Regions from separate parts of the Gasterosteus aculeatus genome. Here region 1 is linked to region 2. The links are chromatin contacts, called in public Hi-C maps. All regions are on one chromosome and are shown on one strand. The core of a region is the stretch at or near the end of the contact, and the rest is flanking DNA. Distances in the headings are between cores, read along the strand shown.

Region 1 (6,519 bases), core at 3,967-6,466, 170 kb after region 2:
GCCACGCTTTGTTCGCCGTAGCCATTGATTGGGTCTCATTGTTTGGACACACAGACCCCCCCCCCTTTTAGCAGGGACGGGGAAAAACAAGAATAATGGATTTGTAAAAATAATTCAAAACGCTTGTATGGATTTGTGCTGGAGTGAAGCTCACTGGCAGAATGGAGACTTATTGATCTTATACCCATGGCGCTTCTCACCGACATCAACAATAGAAAAGAGCATCAGAATTTATTTGGGGTGGGGGGGGGGGTGAAATAAGCCATGCAGCGCTGTGTTATTATTCCATCTCTCTATTTCTGCCTTTAACCTTTTCTCTATTTGCCTCCTTCGCTGCTCTTGCCTTTTGGTTCCGCGTCCATATTTAGATTCGAGAACGACAGTATTAAGGCTGGTTTATTTGTAGGGTTGGAAGGGTTAGTGTATTGGTTTTGGAATAAGAAATGTTAAAGAAACCACAACATAGGTTGGAGATTTCAAAGCTTCACCCAAAAGCAGAAAAAACTACTGATAAATGGTAAATGATCCGGTAGAAGAGAGGCGGTTGTCTCGGAGTGAGCGGCGCCGGTTAAGGGGACCGTCTCCTTGTTTAGTCCGGACCGAAAATAGTCGGGGGCCCCATTAGCTCGCCGGTTTGATGGCAGGTTGAGGCCCTCACTTTGTTCTCTCTTCTACGTGACCTCCAATGGATCTACTCTTGTTCAACAGGACTGAGATGTGTCGTCTCCTTGTTCCCTTCCATGAGCGGTGACACCACGTTTGTCCTCTTTGTCCTCTGGGCCGCAAACTAAAGACACACCTCTTCAGACGCTACCGTGACTAAAAAACACTAAACAAATTGTAGCACTTAAATTGTACTCATAATGGCTCTTATCTGTAGCACGTTGTAAATTGACTTATTCGATGAAATTGCACTTTCTTGTTTCTTGTTCTTCTGGGTTTGTGTCCTTCGGGTTGAAATGCACTTAGCGTTAGTCGCTTTGGATAAAAGCTAAATGACATGTAATGCAATTTGAATGGCGTCTTTGACCCCCAGTGGTAGACAGGAACCAGGAGTCCAGGAGGCCTCCTGCGATGCGGCTGTTTTCCAGCCGAAGGTTGAGTTTTTCTGAGGAGGCCATGTTGGTTTGAATCGACCAGAGCTCATCGTATTTGAGAGGCAAGGAGGCCTTGTTTGTCTGGAGACCCACCTGAAAAGTGGACATACGGTTTTAAATACGTTTTTTGGACACGGAGTATTGTGACCCTGAGAGGAAGCCAGGAATGAAGAAGGGGAAGTTCTCCTGGAAAAGGTGACGGGGGTTGGAGGTCTGCTACCTAACCGCCGTGGACCAAAGCAGTTGTCTGAAATCAAGAATCAATCACTGTGGTTGAAGCCTTTGAAATAAAAATGTCTAATTTCCATGTCCTGCGTGACTAGTGAACTTTCGATCCCATCCCTTTTGTGTCGCCTTTTGGAATCGAACGCGAGGCCGGCGGAGGAACGGGACATGTGCGAGGAATCCGAGCCCGGTGTCCTCGCTCCTTCTGTCTCCTTGCATTTCTCCGCCCGCTCGTCACCGTCTGGCTCGGCGAGAAAAGAAATCACGGGCGGCCGCCATCGGCTTTCTGGAGCACTCCTCGGCTGCGAACAGGAAGGTCACCCGCAGCGTGGACACCAGAGATTTAATTTAAAATCTGTACAGCTCGCAGAGTGTGTGTGTGTGTGTGTGCACACTGACACGGCGGCCCTGGTCACGGCTCACAATAATGCATCACAGTCCAGTCATATCACAACATTTGACACGTCCTCGGTATATTTCTGGACTCAAACTGGCAGAAACTGCAAATGCTGTCGAGGAAACGCCATCAATTCAGCAACCGGCGTCCTCGTTACACACACACACACACGGAGTGGCGCCGTGTTGTACGCTCAACCCGACCAGGAACCTGCCCACAAAGACAGGAAGCGGAACCCTTCCACCCAATAGCGCGCTGCATGGTGCCTGGGGGGGGTTGGGGGGGGGGGTATTGCGGCGTGACGCCCCGTGATGGATTAGCTGCTATTCCCAACGCGTGTTTGCTTAGGCACGCGCGGGACGCACACAATGGAGGCAGCGAGGCAAAGTGCGGCAAATAAGGCCACGCTTTGGGATGAAAAAGTTCCATAGTTTGCGAGGGGGGGGCAGAGGGGACGGGGGGGTGGGGGGGGGGGAGGCATTCCGGAGTCATTACTCATTGTTTTGTGTTGTCGAATGAGATTAACCCGTTCATCTGTTCTCACTCCTTCACCTTTCTTCTCTCCCGCTCTTTGATCCCGGTTCCGGTCCAGCAGACAAACCCCGCCGGGTCCTTTCATCGGGGTGTGGGGGGGGGGGGGGGGGGGCGACGGAGGGGGCGGTGTACCGTAAAGACTGACTGGTGCGGCGGGCATAAGACGAACACTTGATCTCAACCCTGATCCCGGGTCAGGCGTCAGAAGACGGCCGCTATAGTTTACCGAGGGGGGGCGTCTCTTCTCTGTAATGTGCCGTACAATCCCACAATGCATTGCGTGCGCCGCGTGCTCTTAGCGAGGACTTGAGATGGTGACTGCCGACGTGCGCGGGGTTTTGGGCGCGGCAGGTGAACCGGCGGAGGGGTTGGTTGGTGGTGTCAGAGGCGGATTGGGAGAGGAGATAGAACTCCCGACACCGACGCAGTGCACCGGGCACTGACGCCAGGCTATCACCATGGTTACCCACCGCGAGATGTCAGAACATGTGTTCTGTCTAATTTCACCGAGTTGACCCTCCTCAGATCAGCACATCTGTCCCTCTCTCTCTCTCTCTCTCTCTCTCCCCCCCTCTTTCTCTCCTTCTCTCTCCACCCTTCCGCCATTCGCCTGCAACCTCCTCCCTCGTCACGTCTTCCTTTCGCCTCTCCTCTCAGCGGCGTGTTGTAAAGTCTGGCTTTCCCTCTGGGGGGGGGCTGCATGCTGCGTCTGTGTGCATGGGATGGCAGACAGGCCTGACCCACTTACCGAACTCCCCCCCCCCCCCCCCCTCTTCTCCTCCCGCGTCTTCACTCCATCTCTCACCGCCCGCCGTTGACTCGCAGTACATTTGTATGCACCTCTTTCACCGCGGCGTGTTTTCTGGCCTCATTTTCCCTGTAGAATTATGTAGGCGAGGGGGGGGGGGGCGTCCTCAAGCCATCTGCATTCCAGGGGTGTTGCCACATGCACACACCACACACACACACACAAACAGACATTGGGTGTGAGCAGCGTCTAAAGATAGAAGACGAAGAGGGGTCCGTGAGGACAACGGAGGTCTGATTGTAGACATTGTAAACACAAGTTTGTGGTCTCAGTCTCTGGTCTCGATCAAGTCTTCTTCAATACAGCATGATTGATATTTATGACGTTTCCACCGAGCGGTATACGGTACGGGTTGGGTCGGTACCCTTTTATTTGTGTCTCCACTGCCAAAAGTTGAGAAACCAGGTACCAAAAATCCGAACCGTACCGTACCACCTTTTGGGTACCCTTCCGTTGGGGTACCTGGCACAGGTGTTGTCGTCTCCTTGTGACAAACAGCCACATATCGAGAAGCAAGAACAGGATCGGCTGTACGTCCTCCATTGTGGTTTGCGGTTAGCTTTCAGTTTTCGCGCAATCGAATGACGTCAATCTACTTTCCGTCATATACCGCGCCTATCAAGTGACGTTATCACTACTTTCTCGAATACACCACGCCTATCAAGTAAGGGTACTGTTGGCGGTGGAAACGCTCGCCAAACCATGGTTAACAGACCCGACCCGTACCGTACCGCTCGGTGGAAACGCGCCATTAGTAAATGATGGTCCATTTACAGTCAAACAGACCATAAAGAGGGAGGTTGCTTTAGGGCGGGGCATCTATGATTGACAGGGTGTTTACCTAGCACACACACACATACGGCGTCTCAACGTCACTTCTTAGCCGTCCATATATTGGTCTATTCACAGGTTTCAAACCGTAACCCAAAATGGCGACCACCTTAATCCAAGATGGCGATGGCCAAAACAGCGGCCCACAAACCGGTGGGTGACGCCATGTTCACTACGTCCACTTCTCATATACGACGTGGCATCTACAGGGAAACCGCACACGCTGCCAGACAGGAAAATTGCTACAGGGCCGCGTGCAGAAAGGCGCCAAGGCACAAACTGCTCTTTCATTGAGTGTGTGTCTGTGTGTGTGTGTGTTGTGATGGACGACCGGTCTGAACGAGGCCTTGATAGAGGAACGAGACAGTAATAAGCAAACTCAATTAGCCCGGCTGTGAGCGTCTGTGTGGCGCGAAGCCTCCGGCCCGTCACTTACAGCGAGAGGAGACTCATAAATCCTGATTATTTTAGCTAACGAGAACTCGCTCCCATCTCAATGAATCACAGGTGAGTGCATCGGCGAGAAGCATCACGCGGGCCGGGGTGAACGCACACTCGCACGGGGGGGCGCGTGCACGCCTGGCACAACCGGGTTATTGGCTTAAGCAAAGAGGTTAATAAAGCCGAAATACCTGGGAACACCCCTTAGACCCCGAAGAACACGCAGACGGACTTTTGGTCTCCTCTCTCACCTCGTCTCCCAAAAATGCCGCATGGGCTGAGAAAATCCGATCGACAAGATTGGAAGATGGTGAAATATCGTGGATTTGTTTGTCTTATTGTAATTTATATGAAGCTTTGCGTGATTTGTTTGCTATGTTGTGAATGACGAGTTCAAATACAAACGCTCTGTCAGCTTCTGTGACCGTGTTCAAAAGCGACGTTAGCTTACATCCTCCGAATGGACGCAAATAGTGAGCCCAGCTCTGTCAAAGGGTTACCGCCGTATCAACATGTAGCTTATGTGTCTTATCTGTACTAAAACCAGGGGGTTTGAAGGGTTTATGTCTTCTGTCTATATTATTTCTTGGCTAACGGGTTAGCAATGCAACCACACAGGAGCTACGCTTTGGAGACTGTTTGACTTTTTAATGCAAAGCTATTCTACGCAGCTCTCAGCAGTGGCTTTTTTTATGTATATGCGCGGGAGCGGTTTAAATCTCTTCCTCTTAATTTGTCCAACGGTTGTGTCTTCTGTGTGGAAATACACTCACTTCAACGTACTCTCGAACCGGCTCCTTTCTCACGAATCGGTGGACCGGAGCCTCGAGAACACTCCGGCGTGGGAAGCAGGAGTCGTCTCAGCGGTGACGTTAGCTTGACTTAAACACAAAGAACTGTGGTTTTAGGGAGAGAGCGCGGAGGCTAACGTCAAACCGTAGACCACAACCTCTCCCCGTCTTTCATCTTTGTTTCTCCTCAGCGTTTGACCACAACTACTGTCTGAGCTGTCAATCATCTCTCATTCACACGCACGCTGCTGCTACAGAAGCTGCACAACGCCGGCGTGTTTGGACATCCACAGGCGGGACCTTCAGAGCCGGACAGGGTCAAGCGGACATTGTTCTGGAGAAGACACAAAGGCGCACACACACACACACATTCGCCTTGATCTGTCTTCACCCTTCTCTCTCTCTCTCACACACACAGTCTGAGAGCAATGGAGGACTCTAAAGCCGGAGGCGGCGGGACAACATCAAAGATTGAGGGAGTTGAATGCGCGGGAGGAAATTGCTGCTCCACCGCGGCGCGGCGGGATGACATCAGAGGCGGGGGGTGTCGGCTCCCGACGTCATGGCCCTACGTGGGGAAACGAACCGGGGGGAAGGTTCTGGCGTGACCGAGGGAAGTTTGGGAATACATTTGCATTGCTTTAAGCGCTTTGACTCGACTTGGGGATTGAGATGTGAACCGGAGTTCAGGCCGTGACTCATGTTTCTCCACGCAGACGTTCAGGGGCGGTCCCGGGACGTGTGCGTTGGCACTTTTTTGTATGAATTTAGCGGTTTCATTACACAGTTTTTCTTCTGTACAACCTCCACGACGACATTTTGTAATGAAAGCATCGATTGTGTTGCCATTTGTCAACAAGAAAAAAACGCTGCCTACCGCCAGGACGAATACAACATCCATATGCTGCCAGTGTAATTTACCAAATCACCGTTGTTATTACTATCTTTCCCAGTCGATTCTCTCCTCATTCGAAGGATTCTGTGAGGGGGGAAAGCAGTGAGAGCAGCTGAGGCACTTTGAAAATGAGCCGAACAAATGAGATCTTGTCAGCGTTGCATTATGTTTCTAATGATGATGACACATGGCTTGTCATGGTGGCCGGGGGGCTTGAGAGGGGGGGGGGCGGCACTCATAGAAGCATATCGACTGTGTGCTACCGGTGACAAAGTGGATAACTGATGCGAGCAGATGGGTTTGCATGAGGTGTGTGGAGCCAACACGCCATCTAGTGGTGGATTCATAGGAGAGACTTTGCATTCATACTCGTATGGTAAAATAAATAAATATATATATGTAAATAAACTACATGCTTTATACCAAAGACACTGTTTCTCAGGCACGGATATAGAAATGCCAGCTCAGAATAAAAGTTTATTAGAAACCAACAAGCGAAA
Region 2 (6,436 bases), core at 3,293-5,792:
CAGCAAGAAGGTCCGTTCTGGTTTTGCATCAACGAGGCGAAGTGTCCTTTCGCGTCCCACCTTCCTGTCGTACAACGTCGTCAGAGAGTCTCATCCAAAAGGCCAAGCGCTCATTGTGTGCTTCGCAGACTCCCACCTAACGTCTGTGCTCCGCTTCACTCTCGCTGAAGTGCAGGAATCAGGAGTTTTCACGTGAAATCTTTTACGCAAGAATTCTACGGCGGCCTGGAGTCTGACTTGCAGCAGGTGTTGACGCTTTAAGTGACTGCGCCGCCGCAGATATCTGAAGGCATCTAACGGCTGCAGCCTAATCTGCCAGCCCCCCCCCACCTCGAACAACCCGCAAGAATGACAACAGAACAGTCGGATCGGCGGGTTTTCATTACAGAAGAGTCATTTTGGACTTTGATACGGCCCGTAAAACAAGGCACGGCATCTTGTAAATGTTGCACCTTGGTCACGGCCACACGCGCCAAACGCTTTCTATCAAATGCCCGTTTTGAGTTGCACCATCCGTTTGTTTCCATCAGACCGGCGAGAGAAGGGCGCGTGACCCGTGATCGGCGGAGAGGCCTGAGAGGAACCCTCTCACCCGAGCTGACAAAACCTACCAGCCACAGGTCGTCGTTTCAGCCGATAGGAGACGGGCCTCAAACCTGTCCCGCGTCGCCGGGTGACGCGTTGGGACGGAAGCCTCGAGAGCAACGAGAACCAAAGGAGGCGGGGCTTCGAGAGCGGCCGGTTGCGATGCGTCTGCTCAGCGCGGCAGACGACAGGTTTATCCGTTTGAGGCGGATCGTCTGCGATCCACGTTGTCATTTATGGACTCGGTTTGCACAATAAACAGGTAAACACACACACACGCGGTCCCATGGCGTCTCACTGGTGTGCACCAGTGCATCCGTGCGTTTTCTAGTCCAGTGGATCTCATCTGTGACTCTCTCCCCTGCTGCCCGTTCACACTCCCACTCGCTGTGACCTCCGCTGTGGCGAAGCCGGGGGGGGTCCGAAGGCGGTGGGCAGGGCCCGTAGCCCGCTGGGGTCACATGGCCAGCAGGAGGGACTTTACTGGCGACAATGGTCCAAACTGTATTCAGGGAGGTGGGAGAAAATGAGAAAGGGGACGGCGGGGGACGGCGGGGGGACGGGGGGACGGCGGGGGGGGGTCTCTTTCACGCGCTCTCCTTCCGCCACAGACATCTGATTAAGTCGGCCGATCTTTGGCGCAGAGCCGCCGGTGTCACGGCGCTGGCCGACGGCAGCTTGTAGTTTCTAGACGAAGGTGTTACACGCGTCATTGCACACGGACCCACACTAACGCACACAGACACACACAGACACACACAGCGCCACATGAAGATGAAGGCTATTAGGAATCAGCAGCCATGAAAAGAGTAAGTGGATATTTCATTTATATATATAAAGAGCCCACTTAGATATAGTAAATAATTTAGGACATTATTAAAATCACAAAGTATAAATCCAGCTAATCTGAGCCAAAATGTAGACATGCAGATTCAATAATGCGTCAAAATTATACAACAAAAAAAACATTAAATATGACATTTCTCTACTAATATAACACATCGGCAGCAGTGAACAAAAAGTAGGACCAACAATCTGCATTTCCAAGATCTCAGCAAACAACGATTCCTTTAAAATTGTCGAATTAGTTCCGTGGTGTCAGATTCTAAAGTGTAAAGTTTTTTGATCCTCTCCTTCTGGAGATGAATGCTACTTATGTCTCCTTCTAACACGCTCAACAGCAACGTTTCTCATGCAAATACTCAGAAATGATCAAATGAGATGATGAGAAATAAAAATATCCCGTCACTGACGCAGCAGCGGATGTTTGGGGGAAGAAAGCCAGCTGCGAGCTCACAACTACCCACCGTGGCGTAGAACTGGCTAAACGTTTGGCTTAAATGGATGTTACCCGCCGATAAGCATGAGAGAAAACTACCAACACTACAGACATGACGTCCTGAAGGAACAAGTTGCAGTAACCAACATTTTAAAGTCCCAAATGTCGGAGAATTGTCCTGCGCGCACAAGTTTGTGCGAGTTTGTCTCAGCGGGCTGCCGCGCGTGTGTGTGTGCTGTGATTGGCACACAATGCAGATGTGTGGGCAGCAGATGCCATCTGGAGAAAGCGGGAGTGGGCTGGTGGAGGAAGGGAACGGGGAGGTGTGTGTGTGTGTGTGTGTGTGTGTGTGTGTGTGTTCTCCGCCGCTTCACCCTAAAAGGAAATAGAAAAAAGCCGATGGTTTTGACAGGGAGATAAAGGGAACGATGGGAGTGTAATCAATCAAAAACACTGTGACCGAAATAAAAGGAAGACAAGAGACACAATCCGCCCACTCGCACACTGTCCCGCCCGCCATCACAGCCCGACATTGTTGGGCGGCAAAACCTTTTTATTTTTTCTCATTTTTGCCATTGGTTGAAGAGATTGAAAGCAGCCCAGCAGGTGTCCCTCGGGCTTCTTCTTCTTCTTCCAAAGACTCCCTCGCTTGCTCTCAGGTGGTGAAAACAGGGGAAGTCCTCTGGGGACGGGATCGGAATGGTTCAGAGGACGGACCCGTAACCCCACAAAGGAAGACGTGTCGCATCCCTCAGGAGACTCTCGTGGAGCCAAACATTTATTCATTCTTCTTGACCTTCTTGACCTATCAGACCGAGACCTACGATGCGGATCCATAGCTGCCCTCGAAGACCGGCTACGAAGCTGCAGAAGCGTCCACAATGGCAACATCGCCCCCGATGAGGAAAGACCGGTTTCCCCGCATGGGCTTTAATAAACGTATCGTAGCCCAGTTTCGGGAGCCCGAGGTTGGTGTGGCGGCCGCAGAGAGACATGGGAACCGGAGAGCTTGGGATCTGCCAGATGTGCATGCTAGAGGCTACGGATAGCGTTTCCACAAAGACACAGTCGTATCTTTTGTATTTATGTATGACTCTGCAATGAGCGGAGAAGAAAAAGGGCATTCAGTCACCTGAGTGTGAGGAAAAGGTCTTAAAGTCAGCAGAGATTTAAAATGAATGCGACCCTCATTTAAATGTTGAAGATATAGAGTCCGCGTAGCAGAGAGGAGAATATTAAGCGCCTCCGGTGACACATGTGATGGCGTTCTGTTTTTCACTTCCTGCCCTCGGAAAGGAGCAGGAAGCAATGCCGCGTAGGCAGGGATGGATTACTACACCCACTAAATGACTTTTGATGAGACACGTACAACAAAGAGGACACAGAGTTACTACTGAAAAAAGAGACGACTAAAATGAACTTTGCAAAGAGACCAAAATAACCAAGAGATGCAAAAAGGCTGCAAAGAGACCAGCTACAAAACGCTTGGTGGCAGCAGATGGACTCAAAATGACTACAAAGTGACAGAAAACCACTATAAAGAAAGTGAAACACGAGGTGAAACTAAACAAAGCAACTGCAGGACAACAACACAAGCTTTTGATTTAAACTGCTTAAATACAACACAATTGAAAACTGAGAGTCGGGGCCTTTTGGACCCACAGGAAGACGCACTGTCATGAAGGTGCTGCTGGTGGTTGTGGAGAACCATCTCATGATGCACGCCGCCCGGACCCCCCCCCCCCACCCCCACCCTTCCTACCGCTGCAGTGGTCACATCTCGTGGTACCAACAGAGCTGGCTGTTCCAAAAGACCTGTGTGGGAGGACACAAAGGAGCCGCAGCACCCGGGGGCAGAACCCCAGAACCCCAACACAGCTGGCTTCTCTAGCACGCCGACAATGCAGCCTTTGTCCCGGAGCAAGGACTGAAGGCGGCATCCATCCCCGCGCACCCCTTCACCTACGCGGCTCCACAAACAGCAGGTCCGCTCCGCGCACCCCGTGCTGATGGACGAATCTTTGTGCTCATAAATACCCATAAAGGCTTGATAATAATAGATTGATAGCGAGGGAGAATAATCCAATAAAAAGCTCGCCGCCTGTCATAAAAGAAGACATTGTCGATTTCCTCAGAGTGCAATAGCGTGTAATGGTACGGAGGTCACGCTCCTGCGTGTTCCTTAATCCAATTCTGGAAGCAGAACAGGCGTCCACGCCTCCGCCAGGTGGCGACCGCGCTCCGAAGCGGCGGCCTCGGAGCGCGCCGGATGAGCGGCAGCGCACGGAGGACGCGCACCGGCCGAGGAGCGGTTAGTCGTTGGCTGTTCAGTCCAAGTTGAGGAAGCTGTGATTTGCGTGGACCTCATTTCCCGATCAAAGCTCAGTTTCTATGTATGACATGCAAGCATTGTGACCCCCCCCCCCCCCCCCTCCCCCGTTCCCCCCCTCCGACCCCATGTTATTTGGCGACTAACGGAGTTTTTTTTTTTTTACATCGCCTTTGTGCGTGGATGGTAAATGTGGAGCCGTCCCACACTGCCACCATCTCCTCCCATCTCTGCCTGGTGTTTACTGGTAAACGACGGGGTGCGTATTCAGGAGGGGGGTGCATGGGGGGTGGGGGTGCAGTTAATGATTTAAAGCCCCCCCCCCCCCCCTACCCCTACCCCTCATCCACTATACGTTTGGTGTGGATTGTCGGACTGCGCGTCAGAGCGCACATGAGAATAGACCCGCCTCTCTGCTTGTTCGCTGTGCGCTAGTTGCGTCTCTCCTCTCTGTCCGCTTCAAACACATATTCCACTGGGAGGGAGAGAGAGAGGGGGAGAGAGAGAGAGAGAGAGAGAGGGAGAGAGAGAGAGAGAGAGAGAGAGAGAGAGAGGGAGAGCAGGACCTGTGAGAAGAGCAGCAAAAGAAAAGAGGAGAGGAAACACGGAACAACGACACAAATGGCACTCATGGCAGGGATTTTGTTCACGGCCACCTTTCTTGTTTTTGGGATTTCTACGTTTGTTTCGCCGGCACGGATATACCCCCCCAATGAAGGTACGGTTGAGAAACAAGACTGGCCGCGGGACTTCATCCCGCTCGGTCCCCCCCCCACTCCTCTGTGCGTGTTTGGCTGCGGAGCCTCACTTCGTGGGCCCCTATAGTTGCGATAAGTAATGGGGGACAAATAACCGCCGACGGTCACCTTTACGCGCGGAGACTTTTTTTTTTTTTTAATCTGCGCGCAGCCGAAAGAGAAAGCGGCTCTCCAAAATGCGCATCGGCTGCTTCTCGGGCTCCGGCTCGTAGCTCGTGCCAGCTGCCTAACGGCGGGCAGCAGGACCCGCAGCCCCCGATACGCGCTGATCTAGAGGGGGGGGGGTCAAGCCTCTCCCCGCTTAAAGACAAAAACTAACTAAAAAGACGTGAGACAAGGCCCGCTTGGCAGTCAGCGGGAGGCTCGCGACGCACCCGCTCGTCGCGGCTCGGTTTCCTTTTTTTTTTTTTAGCGGAAGGTGATTATGGGAATGACAAGATAACGAATGGTTTTAAATGTGCCGTCCGGTTCTCCGAAATTAAAGAACTGTTCCAAAAACATAAATTACTGCTCTTCTGACGTTTGCTTTTCTCCGATTCACGCGGACGTGGAGACGCGGAGCCCGGCGCGCGTGCCGCGGGGGTTCGGGGTCCGGCGGCCCGCCGCGTCCAGCCGTCCAAATGTTCCCGGAGTTCTTGCGCAAATCACCGAATACGCGAAGCACTTTATTTGGTGTAAAATCACGACCCGTCGGACGCGCCGGGGAGGGGGGGCGGTGTGGGCTCGGCCGAGCGCGGTGACCCGCGTCCCCGGTGAAGACACGAAACACATGTTCCACATTTAAAAAGGATCAGTCCGCAGTCTCCCGAATAATTCATAACACTGACTTGCGTAACGGACTTATTTCTAAATCACGAGCGAGCAGCTGATTAAGCTGCACACCGAATTCAAAAAGCCCCCAAAAATAACGATTAAATAACCTCCATTTAGAGCCGACGCTTGAAGTAACGCTTCACGGACACGATGTTTTACTTTCTGCAGGACATATTTTGCAGAACGCGGGTCGGTCACTCGGGAGTCTTTTAAACTGCGTTTGTTCTCCAACCGCCAAGTTCATGCGCACGGCCCCCTAATTGGATCGAATCACGTCCAAAATGCCACATTTCACGAAGCACATTTGTCCTTTGCAACAAAGAAAACGTCCATATCTCAAGTGAAATCGATCGGAACGACGCGCGTTTAGTACAGCAGGGAATTACGCAATAGAACATATTTGTCCTGCAGTTTTCACTGTCTATGCGTACTGACATTCATCATGGGAAATATATTTAGATTCAGTATAACCACTTGTTTTGGGCGAAATCACAATAACCCATTTTTCCTGCCCCGCGTGTCCGATTTAAATATGCCACAATGCCGATGTCTCACCGAGAATGCCCGCTCACTTCTCCCATTCTATGTTTTCCAGTCACGTTATTGGACTCCAGATCCGTGCAGGGGGAGCTGGGATGGGTGGCCAACCCCACAGAAGGAGGGGTGAGTACC

What was found. A called contact is a pair of places that touch in the nucleus more often than the background predicts.
Region 1: a Hi-C map of skeletal muscle shows a contact between it and region 2, with 5 times the contacts expected there. The contact joins the enhancer-like site here to the promoter of LOC120825194 in region 2. A contact is called at or near these places in 4 of 6 Hi-C or Micro-C datasets (skeletal muscle, tail fin and whole body).

What each region holds. Positions count from the first base shown.
Region 1 is chr1:2,339,140-2,345,658 of fGasAcu3.hap1.1, forward strand. It overlaps pxylp1 (2-phosphoxylose phosphatase 1), which reads right to left. Exons shown (of 6, transcript XM_078107228.1): 6 at 6,471-6,519. Among protein-coding and RNA genes, the nearest start is that of pxylp1, 14 kb to the right of the region's middle. Within about 2 kb of position 5,217, at least 1 of the 9 cell types and tissues checked has open chromatin away from gene starts, as enhancers often do.
Region 2 is chr1:2,174,482-2,180,917 of fGasAcu3.hap1.1, forward strand. LOC120825194 (ephrin type-A receptor 4) reads left to right here and starts at 4,543. Exons shown (of 18, transcript XM_078107223.1): 1 at 4,543-4,911; 2 at 6,360-6,427. The coding sequence starts at 4,815.